2 separate regions of the Sus scrofa genome follow, and region 2 is linked to region 1. Evidence: chromatin contacts called from public Hi-C data. All regions are on one chromosome and are shown on one strand. Each heading gives the region's core, a stretch centred on a gene start, on an enhancer-like site or on the middle of the called end of the contact. The rest is flanking DNA. Distances are from core to core; before and after follow the strand shown.

Region 1 (5,323 bases), core at 1,323-3,822:
ATTAATGTGCAGTGTATCTTTTTTTTTTTTTTGGCTTTGCCCATGGCATATAAAAATTCTCAGCCCTCATCAGCAACCCGAGCCCTGAACAGCAGTAACAGTGCCAGATCCTTAACCTGATGAGCCACAAGGAAACCCCTGCCTGAATCTCTAGTCTAAGATCATTGCTAGGCAGCATGGTCTTAACTTGGAAAAATTTAGCCTCATTACTCTTTTGGGATCTGACAGCTGTCTCTCCTTTTAATAGGTCAGTTCTATTCATCTTTCCAAATGAGCTTTCCCAAAATGCTTCCCTGAAGTGCCAAGAATATCCTTCTCATATGCAAGTTTGTTATTTAAGGCTGATATATTGGATTTTTTTCCAGTCAATTATTTTTGGTTATTCTGATACTTTCTGAATCTCAATTCCTTCAAAGTTTTCTGTTTCACCAGGAAAGCTGAATGAGTGCTAAGAAAATGGTGGATAATTTTTAACAGCAATGTAGTTTTTTGTACCTTCGAACATGGGTGTGTAGGGTCTTTTAGGACGTTGCGACATCCCAAGGCACATGTTGGAGCCACGCCCACAGGTTTTGTCTCCGGGAAGGTTATAGCGGTCATTCAAGTCCATACTTCCTATCCCCTTCTGGAGAGAGACTGAAAGAAGTAACCATCCCTGTGAAGTGACATGACAGGCATTTATATTTATGGCTCAGAATTTTCTGCGTTGCAGCGTGGGGAAGGCGTTATGGTATCTTTATGTCAGATACCTCTTACTGGGCCTCATAGTTTGCATAGAAGTAAAAAAAAAAGGAAGATGGAAGAGTGGTGTTTGTGATGGATTTTTCTGTTCTTTTATGTCTATAAAAGGCAACATGAAAGGACTAAGCTAATTCACGGCTGGGGCCATCCACTCACATAGTGAGAGTGAATTATCTGCACTTATGTATAAAGACTAAATAGTCTTTTTATTCCAGGAGTTCCCGTCACGCCTCAGTGGAAACTAATCTGACTAGGAACCATGAGATTGTGGGTTCGATCCATGGCCTCGCTCAGTGGGTTAAGGATCCAGCGTTGCTGTGAGCTCTGGTGTAGATCACAGCTTGGGTCTGGCTTTGCTGTGGCTGCGGTGTGTGGCTGTGGCCTAGGCCCGCGGCTACAGCTCTGATTTGACCCCTAGCCTGGGAACCTCTATACACTGTGGGTACGGCCCTAAAAAAAAAAAAAAAAGTCTTTTTATTCCAACTCTTTATCCCATTGAAATTGAACCATACCAGGCTGGTTTAAGGTTAGCCCCAAGGTAACCTGTCATGGGGAAATATTATGACAGTAAACAATTCAAATAAGGTTCTATTCAATGGCCATCACACAGGAGGAAGGAAGCACCACTGCTGACAGCCCAAAGGACCGTTTAATTCTTGCTCGCACGGTGAAGGGCAAATCAGGAAGGACACAGGTGCCTGATGTAATAGATGTTGGAACGTGAGCGAGAACTTGGTGGAATGCAGGGTGGGTGCACACGGCCAGGCCTTCCTCGAGAAGGTGGTGAACAAAGACACTGGTCTTTCCAGCACAGACGAGCCCACGTTCAGAGCCTGGAGCATCGGGCCTTTGATTGAGAAGTGTTTGGGAACCGGTGTTTGTGGTAGGGCCAGAAATGTGAGCATCTCACAACACTGGAGGTGAAGGCCTCGTGAAAAGTCATGAAGGAAGGGACGGGCGTTCAGGCCATCGGATGGTGACGTGGGGCCCCAGGATGGGATCCCTTTTTTACCATCCAGCATCCGGGAGCTCCAGGCCTCTGCTCCCTGGGAGCTACTCCAACAGGCCTTTTCAAGGCAATCCATCCTGAGCAAAAGGCTCCCCGCATCTCCTGATCCAGGACCTGAGGGCCCTTTGAGATGCCCTCAGGATGTTTGAGCTCTGTGTGTCTCTGCCTGCCTGTCCTATCTCTTCAGTTGCTTTCCTCTCTGCTTCAGCCATGCACATGTGCCGCAGTCACAACCAAGGACCTGCAAACCCATTTGGAAATGCTCACTTTACTGCTTCCCGTGACTGCTGCAGTTCTGTCGGTGCCGATGGCCACAGGCTGGCTCCTGAGGTGTCTCCCTGAGGCTGGAGCGCAGGAAGACAATGATCAAATCGGTCTCTCTCTCTCTCAGCATCCTGTCCATCTGCTCCTCTGCAGACACTCTCCGTGCCAAAAAGCTGGCTGATTCTGAACGTCCCCAGGCATCGGGGTCCTGTAGGAGGCACACATGGGAGGTCGGGCATCTGGGTGCCCGAGCCAGGGGCATGGCCGTGTGAGCAGGTTTCAGCCACCCCGGATGGCGGTTCTGCTCCGGACGTGTAGGGAGAAAGAAGCGATCGGAAAGAGAAAGACATCACGGCCCCGGGAGCCTGGAGACAGCTTTATGTACATGTTCTTAGAGGATTTGGCTAAACATTTTGTACGGTTCGTGGGAGCGAGTGCGGGGGGAGCTGTCATCCCCTCCCTGACGGGAAGCAGACGTGTTGCAACACGAGGGCCCGGCCGTGGGGCTTGGCAGCCCTGCTCGCCAGCGCCGCGCAGTTTGGTCCGAAGCGCTATTGCTACAGTTTAGAAGCGGCTCCCTGCCGTGTGGACGGGCTACCAGGGCAAAGCGGCCGACCCCGCACACACACGAGGACAGCCGCGCATCTTCGCAGCTTGCGGCCGAGGCTCTGAGTCCCCGAGTCCCCTCCTGCTCGCATGCAGACTCCGAGGGTGGGGGGAGCTCGGGGGGAGCAGGGGGAGTTCTCCCAGTCAGGCCGGGAGGCCCGGGGACCCCTCCTTTGCAGACTTGGGTCTTTGGTGTGAGCAGCCGTGGCGAGCAGTCTTTGGGGCCCAGCCTTGTTACCTTGCAGGTCTGGCCTCGGGGAAAGCAGAGAACGGGGCCGAAAAATAAAGGGGGAAGTGGTTGCTTGGTGCTGAGTTTGGCTTAGAGCTTTTAGAGCGTCACTGGAGCCTCCAGGCTCCAAGCAGATCTCAGAGGGAGTGAAACCCGCAGGAGCCCCCCCTGCCCCCCCAAGGTTAAGGCTGGGCAGGAAACCGCCAAGGAGGCCACAGAGCTTTTCACACAGCTTGGCCCGGGCAGGCCTTTCAGGGGCCTGGGCCACCTTTCACCACCCATCCCATTTCTTTAGACTCGTTTGAACCAGAGTCCCTGAATGTATTGAGTCAGAACTTCAGTTTTCCCAGAAGCAGAGCCCCCTTCTCACACCCAAGAGCGTGTCCTTGGCTGGCGAGTTATGTACCCTGCGGCCCAGCCAGGCAGGGACACTCTGGGGTTGTTTTTGTGCAGAAACTCCCACTGGGACTGAGGGAATGTGGGGGTTGGAAAAGGAAACTACCAGCAGAGGTTTGGAGGCGAGACGCCCAGACGCTGTTGGGGGACCCCCGCCCCCGCCCCCTTTCTCTATAATCGTCCTAGAAAAACAGGGGTGATGTCGTCATAGCAGCTGCTGATGGCCTGACAGACAGTTTCCGCAGCCCTACATGAGGCCCTTTGGTGTCCCTGTCAGGAGACTGGCAGCTGAATGACACCAATGAGGCCGGGCCCGTATTCCCTCTGGGAACGCAGCCCTAATTGATAGACAGAAGCAAAGAGAAGGATTGTTTTTGAACCTGAAAAGAATCCCCCTTTTTTCTCCCTAAAGCTCTGCCCCCCGCTCTCCACGGCTCTATTTTCCCCTCCCCCGCCCCGACACTTTTTTTTTCCCCCCGAGGTGTTTTGTTCCAGAGCAGTTACAGAGCTTAATGGAACTGAATGACTTTTACCCTTCACAATCTGTCACTCAAAAGCCCGACTCCAGGACTGTTAAACAAAGTCCTTTCAGAGGCAGACAGGAGAGGAATGTGTCCGTCAGGCAACAGACCCCGTTGTGTTTTCATCTGTCAGAGGGGTGACGGGCCGAGCGGTGGGCCCCAGGCAGGGCGAATTCCCAGCAGCCGCTAAGAGGCCCTGACAAATCCAGGTGTGGAGCCAAATGTCACCCAATCACCAGCATTCTTGAGGTGTGGGCTCAGAGCCCCCAAGCACTCGAGTTTGCAATCAACTATGAGATGTTTGGGCAAACTTTCAGCACAGGTTTCACACTAAGCATTTTTAACATAAAACCAACCACTAAGTGCTGGGTATCCCTGCAAAGCATGGCTTTCAAATTAATACACCGCTGAGCTGCGCGCCCCGCAGACAGTAATCCTCTGGCTGAAAGGCCTTCAGGTAGACGCCAATTCCAAACCAATTTTGTAGAGCCACTTGTGTTGTTTTTTTCCTAATACTTTCCTTTCCCATTATATGACAATCCATTAATCTTGCCCATTAACTTAAAATTGCTGGGCAATTTTTTTCTTCTTTTTTTTTTTTTTTTTTTGGAGCGTTCTGAACAGTTGCTTTTGTTCGCTATGGATTCAGAGCTTTACATTAAAAACGTCCACCACGAGACAGACGAACGATCTATTCCTTATGTTTCAGTGACATTTCCTTTAAGAGGGTTCAAAAAAAATAGAGCAGAATGAGAGCGGGATGAAATGAGGCAGAGGGCATGAGGCTGTGGATATTTAAACAGACAGGGCTTGGTTTTTTCAGCGCACTCCCAAACCTCACACACACAGATATTTTTCACCTGGGGGCTGAAGGTCTAGGTGTTCAGGTGGGAAAGGCACCCACTGACCTGGACCTGGAGAAGTGGCCTGCTGGTGGCCGGGGGGCTGGCAGGAGAGGAGCGTGGCAAGCTCTGAGGGGTGTTGCGGCTCCAGCTAAACCAGGCATGTTGCTTGCTTGCCTCCCTCTCCTTAGGAGATTTTGCATAAAACAAAAGGAAGTTTGCCTCCTCCCCAGTTCTTTTTTTTTTTTTTTCTTTCTTTGATGGGCCACCTTCCACCTCCCAATATGCTATTTCCAAGATGGGAAGAGTTAGCGCTGATTCTGCCTCCTTTTTTTTTTTTTCTTTTCAGTTTTCATCCCAAGCCCAGATCTAAGTCCTGGGGTGTCAGTCACCCAACGGCTCCTGACACAGCTCAGGACACCGGTGTACCTGCATTGGCGCGTTAGGCAGTGAGAAATCAGCTCCTGGCCTCTCCGTCCTTCCCTCTTTAAGCCAAAATGTACACGCTGTGTTTTCTTCTATCCACATGTTGGGACCTAGGGATAAGCCAGTTTTAGACTAAACTGAGACTGGGAAGGCCCCTGGCTTGGGCTGATCATCTGTCAAGCTGAAGTAGCCCTCAGCATGGGCAAAATAAATTGGCCCATTCTACGTTGGCAAAGCTAAACATTTCCCAAAGAAATGGATTTTCAGCATTTTGCCACAATATAGCAGA
Region 2 (5,554 bases), core at 2-2,501, 320 kb after region 1:
GAAATTGGAGAAAAAAGGTGGGAGATAATGCACCTGGCTGACACTGCTAGCCAATGGCCAAGGAATTAATAACACACAGTCCTCCCAACTTCTTGCCCAAGAGGACTGATTTTTTCCCTTAAATGAGACCACACTGCCTGTAAAGAGAGTCGAGCAACTGAAGGTCAGAGGGAGAGAAGCTGTACGTGCCCTGAACCCCTAGGGAGCCTTGCCCTCGCCCCCTGGGTGCAGGGATCTCTCGGCTCACCCAGCAAACATTTAGCGCCTGCCTCCCAGCGGGGTCAGGGAGAGAGCACCCCAGCAAGGGGTATCTGGCCACCAGGTGTCTGTTTTATTTGCCAATTCCTTTCAGCAGCAGCCAGGACGTGAGCTATGCCCTTGATGGGCATAAATGAACAGCGTACGTGCTATCATTCATTAGGGAAGAAGGGGGCAGCTTGTGCTTTGGAAAGCATGGGGTTTTGCCCAATGGGTGAGGATAAGAACTGTGAGCAATGAGAGAGGGCCTCAGACACGGGCCAGACAGAGGCCAAACACCTGGCAGGGTTAGTACACTGCCAATGATTTGATTCCAGTGCAGGCTGCGTATTTCACATCAAACCTAAGAGGCCGGGCAGTGGCTGGGTAAAAAATTGCACTGACTCACACCCCAACTCTCTCTCTCTCTCACACACACACACACACCGCACACAATGAAAGTTTCCTTCTCAGAGGAAAAGAGCGGTTATCAATCTCATGGAAGTCTCCCACCCTGGAGGAACGTCACCACCCAAGAAGGGCAGATGTCTGCTGCCCATATGGTGCCTGGGTGACTGGCCACTCTCCTCACAGCTCCTGGCATCTGAGTGACTGGCCTGAACCCTGCTGGGTCCTTCAGCCGCCCTTCCTGGGTCGTGGGGCGCAAGCTGCAAAGGGGTGACTTTCCACACTGGGCTCTCAGCTGAAACTTATCCCCCCGACACACACCCACACACACCCACACCCACACCCACCCACACACACACACCCTCCCCGCTCCCTTAGTTATGATGGCTCTCTCAGGACAGCCTGCATCTTAGCTGAATGTAATGAAAGAAAGTTGGCCCCAGAGGTGCCTCTGAATGTCTCGCCCAGAACGAGAAAAAACTTTTTGGCAGAACTTCCAAGCTACAAGCAAACTCCGAACGCGATTTGGCAGATCACAAACAATTAGGTGACTGCACTCCATGAGCAGCCCCTGGGGACGGGGAGGCCAGGCTGTCCGCCAGATTTCTGGTAGATGTTGCTTTGGTTGGAAGTAGGATGCTTTTCCTTCTGTGTCCCCAGACCTCAAGGAGGCTAGAAGGAACACCAGGACTTCTTATTTGGGGCAAATTGAGTTGTCAGTGTTTACTGAAGAGCTTCAGCTGACAACCACAGTAAGACTAGCAGGTCCGCTGAATCCATGTGAATTGTCTGTTGGGAGCGAGGCATATTTGTGCCAGAAGGAAAAGGGCCTCCCCGCCCCCCTTCCCTTTTGCTCCAAATGTATAGAAGTTCTGAGGCCTGGTGGTTGGTCAGCTCTCCTCCCATGAGAGAGAAGTGAGCCGCCTGTTCTGTGGGTCTGGTGCCTGCCTCCAAGTCACAGGGAATCAAGTCCAAAAGGGAGTGACTTCTTCTGACTTGAGGCCACAGGAATGACCCACGGCTTCCACGAGGGCTCCTTCCCATCAGGGGGGGTGGGAGGAGGCCGTCGGCCAGCTGTGAGCTGGTGAGTATGCCTCTGCCGCCGCCGGGCTTCTCCAAGGACAGCCCCACAGAGGGCCTCAGAGGCAAGAGTGCGGAGGCCCACCTGGCACCCTGGCAAGGGGCCTGTCCTCACGTCCAAGCATCATGCACGCGCCCGGGTCTGTTACCCAGATGTGAAAGCAATGGGTTCTGCCCAGCAAAGCCCTGCCGCTCCCCACTCCTCCCCAGATGGTGAGAAACCTGGGGCTCTGGGGCTTCTCGGCCACTACCCCTGGGGGTCTGGCAGCAAGTGGGCTGCCCCCTGGTGGAGCAAGGCTCTGACAAAGATGGAAGTGGTGATTCAGCTAATGGGCAATGCTTCCAAAATGGACTACAAGTCAGTTTACAAAAATGCAGGAGAAAAGAAACCTAATAGGTTGCAATCTCTTTTCGGGGACTGTGTTTCTAAAGGGAGTTTACATGCCATGGAAACAAATCCCCGAAGCCCAGTTTCAGCTTATTAGCGCTAAATTGGCCACAGCAAATGAGCACTGCAATTGTCAGTGACCTGAGGTTTTATAAGCGCACTGGGACTCTTTGCAGAGATTTTACATGCGCCCCGCAGAGCAGCTGAGGGGAGGCAATGTGACCAGCTCTGCTCTGCCATTTCCAAAGCCCAGAATAGCAACGAAGCAACCCATCATGCCTCCACCCTGCAGGGGCCTCCCAGGGCCAGAACCTTCCTTGAAATCTTTGCCCTACAGCTTGGCTTTATTGGAAAGGCAGGAAGAGGAAGTAAAAGCACGTCAGAAGTTCTACTTGGAGAAAGAAATTACATCTCTGTTAAAAATGGATTTGGCGCAGAGAAGCGGTGAGGGTGGCCCATGAAAATCAGTGATAAAGGACAAGAGGGTGTCTGGTTCCCAGCCCAGAGGGGAACAGTGAGGAGACTGTTGCAGAGAGCAGAAAAATACCCCCTTGCCAGGAAGGGCACAGCTCAGGTAGGGCTGCCTTATTTTCTTATTTCCTATCTTCTTTCATCAAGTGTCATCCTAGGCACAGATGAAAAATAAAATACACGTTCACAGGCATCCAATAATTTAAAAATCTGATCAGTTCTGTGAAGGAAATAAGCAGGAGACGATGGAGGAGCAGGAGAAAATGGGAGCTGGTGGGGGGGGAGTGGTGGGGCGGCCCGGGAGACGCAGCAGAGCCCTGGGAGACGGGCAAAAGAGGGCACTGCGGGCAGAGGGACGGGGAGCGGCAAGTTTGTGAGGCAGGAGAGAGTACTGATGCTTCTGGACGTGAATGAAAGCCCTAAGTGAGGCAGAGGGGCAAGCCATTCAGCTAGAGAGGTGGGGGCCGGCGGCTCAAATAGGCAGAGCCCTGTTATGAGAGATTTTATTTTTTTAATGTTCCCTCTTGAAACTCCATCTATTCATAGCTGAATAAACTGACATGATTATGAATAAAATAACCCTATTATAGTGCTTCCCCAAACAGCTCATCTTGCTAAACACACCACACACACACACACACACACACACACACACACACACAATTGAGGGTTTGCTGTGGCTGGACACTAGGCTGTTTGCTCCTTCTCTCTCCTCTCTTCCTAGGAGCCACTCTCGTGGCATAACAGCTCTATGCTAGTGACTTTCAATTCTGTCTTCTCCCAAACTTCAATATTTAATTAATTGGTGAGTTAATTAATTCAGTAAACAACGACAATTCAGTAAACATCTACTATGTGCCAAGTATTCTGTTAACTTCCGGGAATATAAAAAACTTACTAAAGCCCCCGCTTGCTCTCCTAGACCGCCACTTGGGCCGGGACATTCAGGGCATCTGCCGGCGGGAGCACAATGCGGAGAGCAGCATGTCTGTCATACGTCCCAGGCGTGTAATGAGATGACATTGGAGCTGAGTCCGCAAGGAAGAGGAGAAGTTTCTATTGAGAAGAAGAGACTGTGGGTGGAACACCAAGACAAAGAACCAGCACCCACAAGGCAGAGAACAGGGAGTGGGCCCCAGGCCTTCTGGATGGAAGTCTCAAGGAACCATCAAGTACCATTCCCATGACTGTGAGACCCTGTTTGTGAGGAAGAGATTTAGACACCTCAAGGGTGGTGTCCACACAGGAGAAGGAGGTGGGTTTGACCTGGGGAGCATCAAGAAGATATGGCAATGATCCCACGACAGCTCTTCAGAAGAGATGAAGCACAAATGAGCCAAAATGAGAGACTGAACGCACGGACTAGACACACATCCTGCTCGTGGAGGTATTAGCACTTTCCTAGAATCCCTGGTTCTAGGTATGAGACCTTCGATATGAACGGGAGTGAAATATGGAGAGAATCTACGAGTGGGATTGCTTAACAGGTGATCAGAGACTTGGAAAATAGCACCTGGGGAGAAGCATTAACAAAACCAGGACTGAACAGCTTAGGGAAGCTGGAACGGTAGCTGCACAGCCACAACACATAAAATGCTTTACCGTGAAACAAAACCCAGTTGATTCTTGTATTTATTTTCTCTGGGGGCAGAAGGAAAATGGTACTCTTGTAATCAAAAAGGTTTGGGCTAGATATAAGAAAGAGTTTTCTAGACAAAGAGGTCTTTTAAAAATATAGCCAATACTTGCCTCTCTGACACAATTTATGAGTGGATGTGCTTAAGTATGTTGAATAGACCAAGTTCTTATTCCTGGGCTAAAGAGGTCAAACTGTCCGTGAATAATACAGACTTGGCCATTTCAGCCCATGGTAGACACATCAGATTATTTTTTAATTTTTTTATAGTTGATTTACATTATTCTGTCAATTTCTGCTCTACAGCAAAGTGACTCAGTCTTATATACATTGTTTTTCTCATGTTATCTTTCATAATGTTCCATCAGAAGTGACTGGACATAATTTCCTGTGCTGTACAGTAGGACCCCATTGCCTATCCAGTCTTAATGTAACAGTTTGCATTGTTAACCCCAAACTCCCAGTCCATCCCTCTCCCTCCCCCAACCTCAGATTATTGAGAAATATCTTTACCTAAATGGTTACTCGATACCTGCGCACAGTCTGTTCCTTACCTCTTTGTTGGCTGAAGGGAAAGCGGAACTGCCGATGGATCCTGCTCCCTTTTACCTTCCTGCTCTATTTCAGACCAAATCGACTGAATAGTTCATATTTTCATTTGCTGTCTTTGCTTGTATTATCAAAGGCCTTTTTCCCCAGTAGTTCCTAAGGAAAGCTCTGTTTTATTTATGCTTTCATTGCTAGCCCTTATTCCCACAAGAGACAGAATGCTGATGCAAACTGCATTCTATAAACTCACACAATGAATGAAATTCTGACATTACCACACCTTTCTGGGGTTTGAGAAAGTCCAAAGACGACAGAGGAGACACAGTGTGAGAAATGAAGTATTTGCCCGGGAGTCACTAAGGCAAATTGCAGGATGGAAGACGGAACAAATCTGTCCCTAGAACAAGGGGAGCTGTGCAGCTTGAGTCTGAGGCCCTGGAGGAGGCATTCCTAACAATGATAAGTATCTGCAGACCATGAAGGTGTCTTCGTGTATCTTTCACTTCATGTAACGACACCCCCTTTCATTCTCTCCCACGTCTCTCAAGTCCCTGGGGGATGCCCTCTAACAGCTTGTGTATCGATGGGCTGCTTGCCTCCCTCAACCAGAGGGCAGCTCTGACCATGATCATGCCACATGCTTGGTGAATCTGATTTGGGACTCTTGCCTGAGCCAAGGTTGCTGGAGTGCCAAGCACTGCAGGAAACACCAGATTCCAAGCGCCATCTTGCAGGACCTACTAAACAGACCTGACACCTCTGTTATCAATCAAGCTACAAAGCTG

The links. A called contact is a pair of places that touch in the nucleus more often than the background predicts.
Region 2: a Hi-C map of heart right ventricle shows a contact between it and region 1, with 5 times the contacts expected there. The contact joins two enhancer-like sites. A contact is called at or near these places in 2 of 47 Hi-C or Micro-C datasets (fetal heart ventricle and heart right ventricle).

Annotation. Positions count from the first base shown.
Region 1 is chr18:46,600,084-46,605,406 of Sscrofa11.1, forward strand. The region is part of intron 2 of LOC102164754 (a long non-coding RNA gene); the gene reads left to right. Among named protein-coding and RNA genes, the nearest start is that of MIR148A, 190 kb to the left of the region's middle. Within about 2 kb of position 2,573, at least 33 of the 83 cell types and tissues checked have an H3K27ac peak or open chromatin away from gene starts, as enhancers often do.
Region 2 is chr18:46,925,695-46,931,248 of Sscrofa11.1, forward strand. The region is part of intron 1 of LOC102165006 (a long non-coding RNA gene); the gene reads right to left. Among named protein-coding and RNA genes, the nearest start is that of TRNAK-UUU, 130 kb to the right of the region's middle. Within about 2 kb of position 1,252, at least 19 of the 83 cell types and tissues checked have an H3K27ac peak or open chromatin away from gene starts, as enhancers often do.